Linked DNA regions of Mus musculus: region 1 is linked to region 2. A link is a contact called in public HiCAR-type data. All regions are on one chromosome and are shown on one strand. The core of a region is the stretch at or near the end of the contact, and the rest is flanking DNA. Distances in the headings are between cores, read along the strand shown. Region 1 has its middle 13 kb from the start of Gm40999. Region 2 has its middle 28 kb from the start of 1700112M02Rik.

Region 1 (5,503 bases), core at 2,022-4,521, 340 kb before region 2:
AATAATTGGTGTTGAATTTTCCTCATTTACATTAATGAGTGGCAAAGTGTATGTGTCTAACTGGGTTCTCCAACATGTCTGTGGAGACTCTCCACTATAGCTACCCAAAAATACTGCTGACACATCCAAGTTTGGGACGTTTCTCTGCTCTTCTCATGAGTGGGGCCTAGATGATGTTCAGTGTACCTCATGGGTGTCCCTAACATTCAGCACACTAATGTTTGATGGCCACTGACTTAAATACTGCCAGGGAAGTTGCAAAGGAAACAGCTTGAAATGTGAAATAAAGCCTTTATTTGAAACCATAACACTTTTTATGGACTGTGTCATTACCCAGTTAAAACAATTAAATAAACTTAATGTTGCTTAGGCTGTGAAAAGTAAATATCTAGGTGTAGTTTGGAATTATGGTACTCAGACATGAGTGGTATAAAATAATTTCACAAAGCTTCCAAAATGTTAAGAACTTTCAAATGCCATGCTCAGAAGGGGAACTTGGTGTGTGGGCAGTATGATGTCATGAGAGTGGAATGCAAGGAGGCTTTCCCATGATGCTTCATGTTCGCCATCCTGCTTAGCACAGAGATGGGCTAGTTAGCATCCTAGGGAGTACACCAATTCACACATTCCTCTGGGTAGTGCCTACTGAATGAAACCATGTTGCGGTCCACATTCCCATGCAGATTTAGGATTGTTAGTAGGTATTTCCTGTTTCCCAATGTCCGATACTCAGTGATTTGTTGTGTGAAGAATACTGTATATACAGCATGCCACAGTTTCTTCTTTAGCTGATGTGGTTGATTTTTGCTGCCATCCTGACAGAATTTATAAACAGTCCTGGGAGTGGGTGTTTTGTACTTCTGGGCATACCTATGAGGGTATTTCCAGAAAGAAACAGAAGTTGAGGAAGATCCACTTTGTAGTTGGTGGACATAGCACCTGGGTAGTGGTCCTAGACTGAATAAAAGGGGAAGACAGAGAAAACCAAAACAGATAAGCATCTGTGTTCTCTCTCAGCTTGTTGATTGCAAATGTGACGTGGCCAGCTGCCTCCCTTGCTGCTATCCTCCAACATGGCCAGCTGCCTCCCTTGCTGCATGCCTTCAACAAAACAAACCCTTTCTTATTTGACTTGCTTTTATCCGACAACTTACATTAAATAAATGAGAAAAGTAACAAACACAATTAATTGCCTTCTTCCGTGTGTGTTACTAGCTCCTAACACAATTGCATAGACACTGTTGCCATAATCAGAAGGTCTAAATTTAAAACAACAATAGTTCTGCACTGGGTTAAGGTCTGGAAAACGTCTGCACATCACCTTCCTGTATACAGCTGGAGTTATCTCCCTGGGCAGGTTGACCTGATTCTGCTCAGGATGAAACTTAGTTCTGATGCCATCTTATTGAAAGCTATCAGGACCCAGTTCTGGGAGAGTTTTCTGTAAACATTGACCAGAATGGATATGTGATCTAATATGTTGAAGGAGGTGGCAGACACATTTGGAAGAGTCCCCCTGACTGTGTAACTGCTGTGACATACAAATGAACCTGATATAATTAGGCAACAAATATAATCAAACAGTATAATCGTGCACATGATATGAAACATTTATGAATCCTATTCATTACTCTCTGGGTTCTCTAGATTCCAGCTGGGTGAATACATTTTCTTTTTATCCTATGTGTTTCTCTGACTTATTTCCTGAAACTCAACTTCTCAGAGGATGCCTTTAACTTCTTTAAATGCCAGTGTTCATCTGTTTCCAACAATTCTGCCCAGCTAGTTCTTAGCACTAGAGAGAGAGAGAGAGAGAGAGAGAGAGCGCGCGCAACAAAAATCAGGACTGAAAAAGGCCAGAGCCCACCAACCCAGGAGCTCTGTGGGTTCTAGAATTGATTGCTATAAATCTATGTCACTAAATGGCTGTGAAAGTCAAGAGAAGGAAATGCTTTTCAAAGAAAAATAAGTAACCTTTGACTCCTCTTCTCTGAGCCACTTAATAATAAGATTTTATTTTCCTCAAAGATACACTGGGCACATGAGGTTCTGCAGGAAGTCCAGGGCCTCTGCTCAATGGCATCATTTACTTAACTGTCTTCAAAGAATTTTCTGAGCATTTTGTTTTCTGATGTTGATTCCAGTAAGAGAGTCATGTGTGCTATTTACCCTTGACTTATATTTATTTTTATCAACAAACCAAGTTGCTGCTTCATCTGTAGATTTGAAACCCATGAGTCACTTCTCTACAGCTGAGAAAGTCTCCGTTTTTGGAATTTGTATTTCTTCGAGGCAGGCAGTTATCTGGGGCTGGCTCAGCTGAGGCTGCAGACCAGAGACATCTGGGCTCCGGATCTGAGTTTGAAGTTTATCCAAAGCTTTTCAGTTCCATCAGATAAAACCTTACCTGTACAGCCTCAGTCAGCTCTTGCTGTCTTTCCAGGGATGGGACAGAATGTGGTGGTTTTTTTTTAAGGTGGTTTGTGTTTATTAAATATTAAAACCAAACATTACCACTATAAAAAGACACTTAAAACCATGGGCATTTTCCCTGGTAATGAAAGTTGAGTTACTTTCATTACTCCTTCTGCAGGGCACATATGAGAGCTCATAGGAACTACTGATCTGGAAATATAAGCAATTTGTAGCAGTCAGAAAGAGGTCAAACTGTGCTGTACTAGAAAAGAAGACTCAAAGTTTTTTGAAAAACTTGACTTGGGCATGCATATTTTACAGAAAATGTTTGCATTTACATATGAGGGCAATGCCATTGTTCTGTGGGAAACACTACCATTTGTAACCTGGAATAGATGAAACTTTGTTTAAATCTTATTACAAGCATGAACTAGGAATTCCCCAGTCTCACCTCTGATAATTAAACTTTGTGGCTTGGGATAGCTGGCAATCATTTCTGCCAGAACCTCTTAAGGATGGGAGCCTTCCTTAAGCAGCATGTCTTCATAGTAAAAAATAAAAACACTGAACAAAAGGGATTCTGGAACTGTATTGTGGTTAAAAGTGGTTGACAGAATGAACCCCACACCAATGGACTAGCCACAAGAAGCAATCAGCTCTCCACAGAACCTACAGAACTTCGATACATTGGGTCACTGCAAGAATTTCATGGTCCCATAAAAGTCTCTGCAGAACATGTTGAATTTTAATGGGATAAATTATTAAAGAGCAGCCAGCCACCAACCTAATCTAACTCTGACCTGTACTTAGTCAAGGGCGAGGTACACATCTGTGGCGGCCGTGGGAAAGCTCAGTCATGTGCTAAACACTTCTTCCTTATGAATATCAACAAGACCAAGGTGAAGAGAGGACAGACTGTAGGGGGTTGGAGTGAGATTTGAGAAACAGAATGGAAATGCAGCCAGGCTGTCCTTCCACTGAGCTTCTACCTGACTGAGTCCTGAGGAGGTGCCTGAACCCAAGTCCGCAGGCAGGAAGAAGAGACGCCAGAGTGCAGGGGGCTGGAGCAATGGTGACTAACGTCCTTGATGTGTGAGAGGCCTCATAACACACCACACTTAGACTCTCCGTGTTAGGGGTTAGCAGGGTTTCAGTAAGCACTCTGATGATAACCTTCAGCTGCCTCAGAGACAGATCAGCTTCAGAATTCAGATCATGGTGGTTATCCATAACACAGAGTCAGCTGTTTTCACAGACGTCCTGTTTGGAACTATGCTATGGATCTGGGGAATATTTGTCAAAAACTGCCCTAACTTCTTTCTTTCTTTCTTTCTTTCTTTCTTTCTTTCTTTCTTTCTTTCTTTCTTTCTTTCTTTCTTTCTTTCTTTCTTTCTTTCTTTCTTTCTTCCTTCCTTCCTTCCTTCCTTCCTTCCTTTCTTTTTTCTTTCTTTCTTTCTTTCTTTCTTTCTTTCTTTCTTTCTTTTGAGATTATAATTACATCATTTCTCTTCTTTCCTTTACTTGCTCTAACCCCTCCCATAGACCCCTCCTTATTCTCTTTCAGATTCATGACCTGTTTTTAAAAATTGATGGTGGTAGTGGTGGTGGTGGTGATGGTGGTGGTGGTGGTGGTGGAGTTTGTGTGTGTGTGTGTGTGTGTGTGTGTGTGTGTGTGTGTATTCCTAAATGCAATTTTTTCTGTCTGTATAATGTTACTCATATGTATATGTTTTCAGGGCTGACCATTTGATATTGGATATGCAGTTGGCATGAATAAGGTTATCTTTCACACCCCCTGCATTCCTAGAGTTGCCTGTATTCTTTGTCTAGGGTTGACTCCTGAGCTTTCCCCACCTCTATTGCCATCCATGTTAGTGTGTCTACTGGTATCTGTTTACTGCTCTAATGGTGATGGAATCTGGGAGAATGGAGCCTAACATGCAATTGCCAACTTTATTTATAGCCTCAGACCATTTACACTTTGAGGGTTAAGAGGAGCCATGTGAGAAAAATGTACAATCACAACTGCAAGCTGAACATGGTGGGTAAGCCACACACAGCACACAAGCTAAATATGGCAGAAATATGGGTTCCCATAGAGGCACATAGATAAATAACACTATCTAGTTATAATGGATAATCTAAAGTAAACTCACTCCTATCTGGTACATCTGAGAGGGTCAGAAAAGCACAAGCCAAGATGAATTCTGTTTTCCTTCAAAAAGAGTTTTTTTAAAGAAACTAAGGTCACAAGACTCTTGTCTTTTCTTGTTGGAGCTTCTCACTCAGAATTCTCCTCACAGGACTCCATTCTTGGACTGTGTTCCAACAAGTCGTGTCTTAATTCATCTCACGTTTGGGTACTCATGTTGGTGAGACTTTATGGGCATGGATTCTGACATTGCAAACAGCAAGCTCCCTGATCCTCTGTCTCTTACAAGCATTCTGCCTCCCCCTTTTAAAATGTTTGAAATTATAATATATTACAATATTTCTCTATTTCTTTTCCTCACTCCAAATCGTCTGACGAAACCTGTCCTTGTTTTCCTTCAAATACATGGCCTCTTTCTGCATTATTTGCTATTACATGCATATACGTATATACATATACTTCTGACTATATCCTGCTCAGTCTGTATAATGTGACTTAGATGTGCGTTTTCACGGCTGATCATTGGGCAACCTGTTGCTATGCTTTTTCCTGGGAACGAATATTTTCCCCATTCTCAGCATGATACCAAGAATTACACGAGTCATGGGGATGTTTTTTAATGGTGAGTTATTAATTCTGTGATGCCCTATGATCTTTAAGAAACATAGAAATTCTTCTGATTCTCTCCTTCTGTAATTATCTCCTTCCTGTCTCTAAGGTAAGCCCCCATCACCGATTTCCCATGTCTCACTTCGATCCCATGTACCTTGCAGTTCCCCTCTCTATTCCTCCTATGCCCCATTCCCAACAATGTTCCCTTTACCCTCCCAGTTTCTGCAACGACTCCGGGTTATATATTCACATCTGAATATAAGGAGCTAAAAGCCTCAGACGAGAAAGGATGTGTGTCATGTGTGTCTTCATGTTTGGGTTACT
Region 2 (5,925 bases), core at 2,941-5,440:
ACCTGTGGGTGTGAGCATTGAGAGGGGTCGAGGAGCTATACGGGCTTGGGAAGGTAGAGGTGTACGGCTTGCCTCTAACAGGCGTGAATTCTGAGTATGCCTAGTCATCTTTCACTCTGAAGGTTTCTGCTCCTGGGTGAAGCCATTGCTGGACACTGAGGTCCAGTGAATCTGCTGTGAGGATGCACTGAGGGGGCTGCTTTCACCTTTAAGACTGGGTAGAGGTCCTGATCGAAATGCTCCATCTTTACCGGCTCTGTTTGATTTCTTTGCTTGTGGTGATTTTGGTGTGCATCTCTGTAAGCACACATCTTCCAGAAGGATTCCCGAACGACAGAAGGCTCTTTTCTTCCGTAGCCACAAGCCTCTGATCAGGTGACATAGTACTGGGTTATGAATGAGGTAATTTTTCTGAATATCATAAGTTGAGAATATCTTAGGGTTTAGGGTTTTTGTTTACTATCGTATACAGAAAATCATGAAACTCAGAATTTTCTTTACATCTCTCTGCCTCTACTTAGAATACCATTTGGAGTCACTTTGCTGCAGGCCCAGTGAAGCTATGAGATGTGCAGCCCAAGGACAGAGTATCCAAGAGACCATGGAACAAACCCAGAAGCAGAGCCACCCTCTGGGAAACTCAAGGGTTTTCACCTCTTGTCTTCCTCCCCTGCCTTTTACTTTCTAGTTTTAATTTATTTGGTGGTTTTTATAGGAACATGATGGTTTGCGGGAGGGCTTTGAGCTCTCAATGACTCGTGTGATTCCCAGTCCCTCTGTGCTTTCTGATTGAAACTCAAGATTTCTCAGCTTCCTTCTGCCACATTGCCTTTGCTCTGGTAGAGTCTCATCTTCAGAAACCATCAGCTCAAATAAACCCTTTCTTCTATAAACTTCCTTTGTCTTGGTGTTCTATCGCAATAGAGAGGTAACTAATCCAAGCCATTTAGTGTCTTCTGCTTGCATCCAGCCCTTCAGTGCCTCCCCTCCCCTCGTTCATGCTGAACCCTTCTTCCAAACAAACCTCTCCTGTCTCAGTGTCTTTGTGTAATGACTTCCCGAGGATAGTGAGGATTTTCTGTACCAGCTTGGATGTGTGGGTGTGTATTTATTGGCACTTGAGAACTTGGCAGTGACTATAGCACTGAAGAAATATGAAGTCACCCTCTCCCAGAAGCCATTCCTTCCTAAAAGCTGCCGAGGGAGGAGAGCTGGGTCTTTTGATCTCCCCCCCATCTATGATGGACTTTTGACATTCCCAGTTCTGGACAGAGCTTGCTGAAGGAGCTGAGGACAGGAAGTCATGAGAGGAAATGCTATCTCCTCCACGTCCCTGTCTGGTTTCTCTGCCTCCTTGTTCTGCGCCTTGTGCTCCAGTCTAATTGCAAACTGTTTCTGCAAACTAGCTGTGAATATTTACAACACACAGGGAAATATTTGCAAACTTTTATGAATTATTCCTTTAGGAGCTGATCACTGCCAGCAACTGAAGGATGCATCTGGAGCTGCTAGTTCCCAGATAATCTCTAGCGAGTTATGGTGACTTCATCTTGTCTGTGCCATGGTGCCTAGCGCTGGGCTTTACCAAAGGGAACCATCAATAGAAATAGAGTCAGAAATTGTGTTTCTATGATTGTTTTATCTGTATTCCCCCCCTCTCTCTTTTTTTATTTAATTAGTATTCTTCTTATGAGATCAGGTAAAATATCTCACCACAACATTTCATACATTTGAAGGTAAATTCAGAAAAAGGAATGTTTAATCCTACTTCTTCCTTAGATATTGGCAGGATCCATTCTGAGATGCTAAGGGAATACCTGAATACTCAGTCTTCCTAAGGTAAAACAAACAAACAAACAAACAAACAAAAAACAAAACAAAAACAAAACAAAACAAAAAAACACGTAAGTATGAAAAGAGCAAACTAACAACAAAAAAAAAAAAAAAATGAAGACAAGTCAAAAGACTAATGCTTAGAAAACCCAGCCAAAGAGTACACATGGGGGCACCCATGGCTCCAGCTGGATACGTAGCAGAGGATTGCTTTATCAGGCATCACTGGGAGGGGATGCCCTTGGTCCTGTACAGGCTCTATGACCCAGGGTAGGGACATGCTAGGGTGCTGAGGTAGGAGTGGGTAGGCAGGTGGGGGAGCACCCTCATAGAAGCAGGGGGAGGGGGAGGAGATAGAGGTTTAGTGAATGGGAAACTGGGAAGGAGATAACATTTGAAATGTCAATAAATAACCAATAAAAAAATAAAATAAATAAATTAACAAAAAAAAAAAGAAAAGAAAAAAGGAAACCTAAAAATCGATTTCAACTCCCAAGAGAATCCATTCTAGATATACCCATGTTATTCTCAGTCACCGAAGAGTTCAAAGGGACAGAAATGTATTTAAACACTGGATTGAAAGAGGTGGAATTAGGAAAGTCTGGCAGGAAGATGCAAACCTATTTTTCATTCTCTGGGGCGTGCTTCCAGTGTCCACCCTGAACCAGCGGGTCGCTGGGGTTTTGCCTCTGCTGGCTTCTGGATGAAATGCAATTCCACGGTCACAGTGGGGTTAAAATAACAGTTCAACAGAGACACTTCTCAGATAATAAAACAAACCATTAGCTTGAGAAAAGAATGTCAGTATGATGTACGGAGTCCCCAGAGGATCAATGCTCCGTAGATTATGAGAAATATAAAGAAGGTTCTGTGGTGGGGCGCGGGGCTCTCAGTGTCAGTCCGTGGCTGGATATCAGGGTCATTTTCCTATGAAGGTGGACATGTAGGCAGAGAGCCCTTGGTCGGGCCATCAGAGCTCAGAAGCCCCTGTGAACACAGGGATCCTGGAGGCCATGCTTTCCCTCTGTAATCATCTCTCTGTTCGGAAACCAATGGACAAGATTACAGTAAGTAGAAGAAAGCAAGGGAACCAGGCGACCTAAAACATTACACTTTGCCATCGTCTTTGTCTTTGCTTTTACTTTGATATCTACATTTCCAAAACATCCAGGTGCTCTGGCGCACTTAGCAACCGTATTAGCAGTGTGCTGCTGTGCAGGTCTTTCTGGCACTACAACCTGGAAAACTCTGAAAATAAAAATTTGCAGTATGTTTACATGATCTCCATGAAAATCCCCCAGTGCTAAGACAGCTTCAAAGCACACCCCTTTAGTGCTGGGAAACTGTTACCCCTCAGTCTCAAGTACCAGTCTCAGTGGCTTCCAAACGTTCTCTTGGACTGCGTGCCCCCCCCCACACACACACACTCCCCCTCCCCCACCCATCCACCCCCCCACCTCATGACTTCCCTGTGGAAAGGCTGTTCTTAAATGGTGGGGTTTTTTTTTCCTTTCTTTCCTAACAATAAAGTTAATTTGAGGATCTGATAGAAGCATACGTTAAGAGTCTTTGCTTAAGTTCCCATTTCTATCACCACAAATGATTTTTCTGCTTTTGTTCCGTCCTCTCTAACGGTAATCCCCTCTGCCTGGTTATTTGAGACAAGAGTAGATAAAGCCTTCCTTCATTTTCTTAAGTGCTCTTATTCAAGTACCCGCTCTTCAAATGTGCTGAGTAATGGCGTCTGAATGGAGGGTCCAGGAGGAGCAGAGGTGGCCCACGGGCCAGCGGCCTCTTATGCGGGTATCAGCCACGCACCACTGACCACTTGCGTTAGGTGAACCTGGACTCTGCCCCTGCAGACTCCCAGCATCCTGGGAGTCCACTCTGGAGACCAGGGTGTGGCCCCAAAATGGCTTTCTAGCTTCTGAGCTGGCTTGCTAGGATGGAGACTTACAGTGGACCTTCTAAAGGGTTCTCACCATAGAGAACTCGCTTAGTCATTTTAAGTAGGGACTCAAAAAAACCCAGTCCCTCCCTCTCTGACCCGATGAAAAACAGGACGATCCCACATTCCCAGAGATCTTGAAGCAGCTCTTTTCCAAAGATGCAGCCTCTGGCTGTGTTTCCTCCACTTGCAAAAAGCAGCCGGCTTGTGAATGCGTGGCTGGGGAGCCACTGCTCTTGGAATCTACTGGAATGATCCTGCAGATGCAGCGCTGGGGAATTTGGACGGTATTTCACGGTTGAGGAAGGGCTCCCTCCTTCTCTGAGTTCTCGCTCAGGGCTTTGAGTTGAAGACTGCAGCTTACACTGTCAAAACGCATGCTGATTTGATCCCTTTCTTAAAGGCTGGATCCTTAGAAAGCCGGCTCTGTTCCATGATAAAGGCCTATTCAGCGTGGGGTCTGACCCTGCACGCAGGCGTCCGCAGGGCCGCAGTGGAGCGCTTGCACCCCCTACAGGCCGACATGCGCAAATGCGGCCCCGACGCGGGCGCTCCTCCTCCCTCTGCCTTCCTAGAGAATTTTTTGGGAGTATTTGCAGATGCCTGGCAGTCCCTGAAACAGAGCAGGTAAGTCTTGGTTGTTGGCTCTCCCAACAAGGCAGGATCCTGGCCTCTACTACCCTACAGCTAAGCTGTGCCCGGCTTGTAACCGGAAATCAGGTTCTCACAGTCAAGAAAGACAAAAAGGAGAAGCTGTTTCAAAGAAATGTGTGGTCTGTGTGGATGCTTGTAACAGAAACTTGCCAGCCTCTGAGCCCAAAGCCAGACGTGATGCTACCACACCAATCTGTTAGTGTTGAGCAAGCCAGGCTAAAGCAGGTGTGTGTGTGTGTGTGTGTGTGTGTGTGTGTGTGTGTGTAAAACACAGCTAAGTGTCCTGTCCCAAGAGGGAAGGTTCAAGCCAGTCTCAAACAAAGAGACACAGGAAGATATTTAAAAGTAGAACCAACTGATTTTCCACGTTCTGTTGGGCTTTGAAGCACATAATTCTGTGCACCTTTGTCACCCTTTAATCTAAGCTGGACCTGTGCCCCAATCAGAGCAATGCAGTAAGGCGAGATGGGCCTCTTGTGACCGTGCAGGGCAGACATGGGTGTTTCACTCCACACGTTCACACTTTCCCCTGCCCTTCAGGCCATGGGTGAAAATTGGCCTTTCCCTTACCTCCCTACAGGATAGCACTGGCCAAGAGTGCTTCTAACTGTGGAGACCTGCATTTGCACTGTAGAGGGGAGGAGCTGCTGCCCCACAGCTTCCTGTCTGTAGCAGGTAGTACTTACCAGAGGCCAGAGTGTGGCCCCAGGAGCACAGCATCCCATGTTGTGAGCCATTCAACATGGATTCTGGGTACCGAAGGACTTGCTTGTACAATAGCAGTAGACATGTTTAACTACTGAGCCATCTCTCTGGCCCCGCCTATACAGATTCATAGATGTGTGATTATAAAAGAAGTTCATGTGTTCCAAGAATGACTTGTAATAAAATGTGGTGTTTGTTCACAGATTCTGGACAACAATGAGAGAGAGAGAGAGAGAGAGAGAGAGAGAGAGAGAGAGAGAGAGAGAGAACTAGTGAGAGAGAGAGAACTATATGCAGAGGCCCCGACCAATTTGTACAGAAATTCGTGCAATTAAAGGTCTATAAAAAACAATGTATAAAACCCAATATAAAGCAAAAATATATTTTCCACAAACAAATTATGCCCCTAAAGAATGACGGCATTCAAAATGCAAAGAGCAGCTAAATAAAGTGTTTTATGGAAGCTGCAGGAGGTTTAATCATGCTCCTTAGTAGGCAGGGAACCCTATTTTTCATAGTTGTAAAAGTGACTTTCTATTTTAAACTCAGAGAAGTTCTTTAAAAAAAAAAGAAAGAAAGAAAGAAAGGAAGAAGGAAAGAAAAGAAGGAAGAAAAAAAATCCCCCAGGTTCTTGGACCTGCTGAAAGTCTGCAAAAATCCAAACAAACATTACATTTCCCTCACCATACACTCATTCTTTTGAGACAAACAATGCCTTTGTTATGATTTCTGTAGGTAAATACGTACCTGAGATGCAAAAGAGAAGAGGGTCTGCAAAGAAACCC

Evidence for each region. HiCAR-type assays count read pairs that join an accessible place to other places.
Region 1: a contact with region 2 is called in a HiCAR-type map of kidney, with 6 times the contacts expected there. The contact joins two enhancer-like sites. A contact is called at or near these places in 2 of 15 datasets of contacts at CTCF or cohesin (pro-B cells and stem cell-derived epiblast-like cells), 9 of 484 Hi-C or Micro-C datasets (cerebellum, embryonic fibroblasts, embryonic stem cells and 2 more) and 5 of 115 datasets of contacts at active chromatin or transcription factors (astrocytes, embryonic stem cells, kidney and 1 more).

Annotation. Positions count from the first base shown.
Region 1 is chr13:71,796,274-71,801,776 of GRCm38.p6, reverse strand. No RefSeq gene overlaps it. Among named protein-coding and RNA genes, the nearest start is that of Gm40999, 13 kb to the right of the region's middle. Within about 2 kb of position 3,271, at least 5 of the 459 cell types and tissues checked have an H3K27ac peak or open chromatin away from gene starts, as enhancers often do. A contact at or near this core is called in kidney, where this site is marked.
Region 2 is chr13:71,456,951-71,462,875 of GRCm38.p6, reverse strand. No RefSeq gene overlaps it. Among named protein-coding and RNA genes, the nearest start is that of 1700112M02Rik, 28 kb to the left of the region's middle. Within about 2 kb of position 4,190, at least 50 of the 459 cell types and tissues checked have an H3K27ac peak or open chromatin away from gene starts, as enhancers often do. A contact at or near this core is called in kidney, where this site is marked.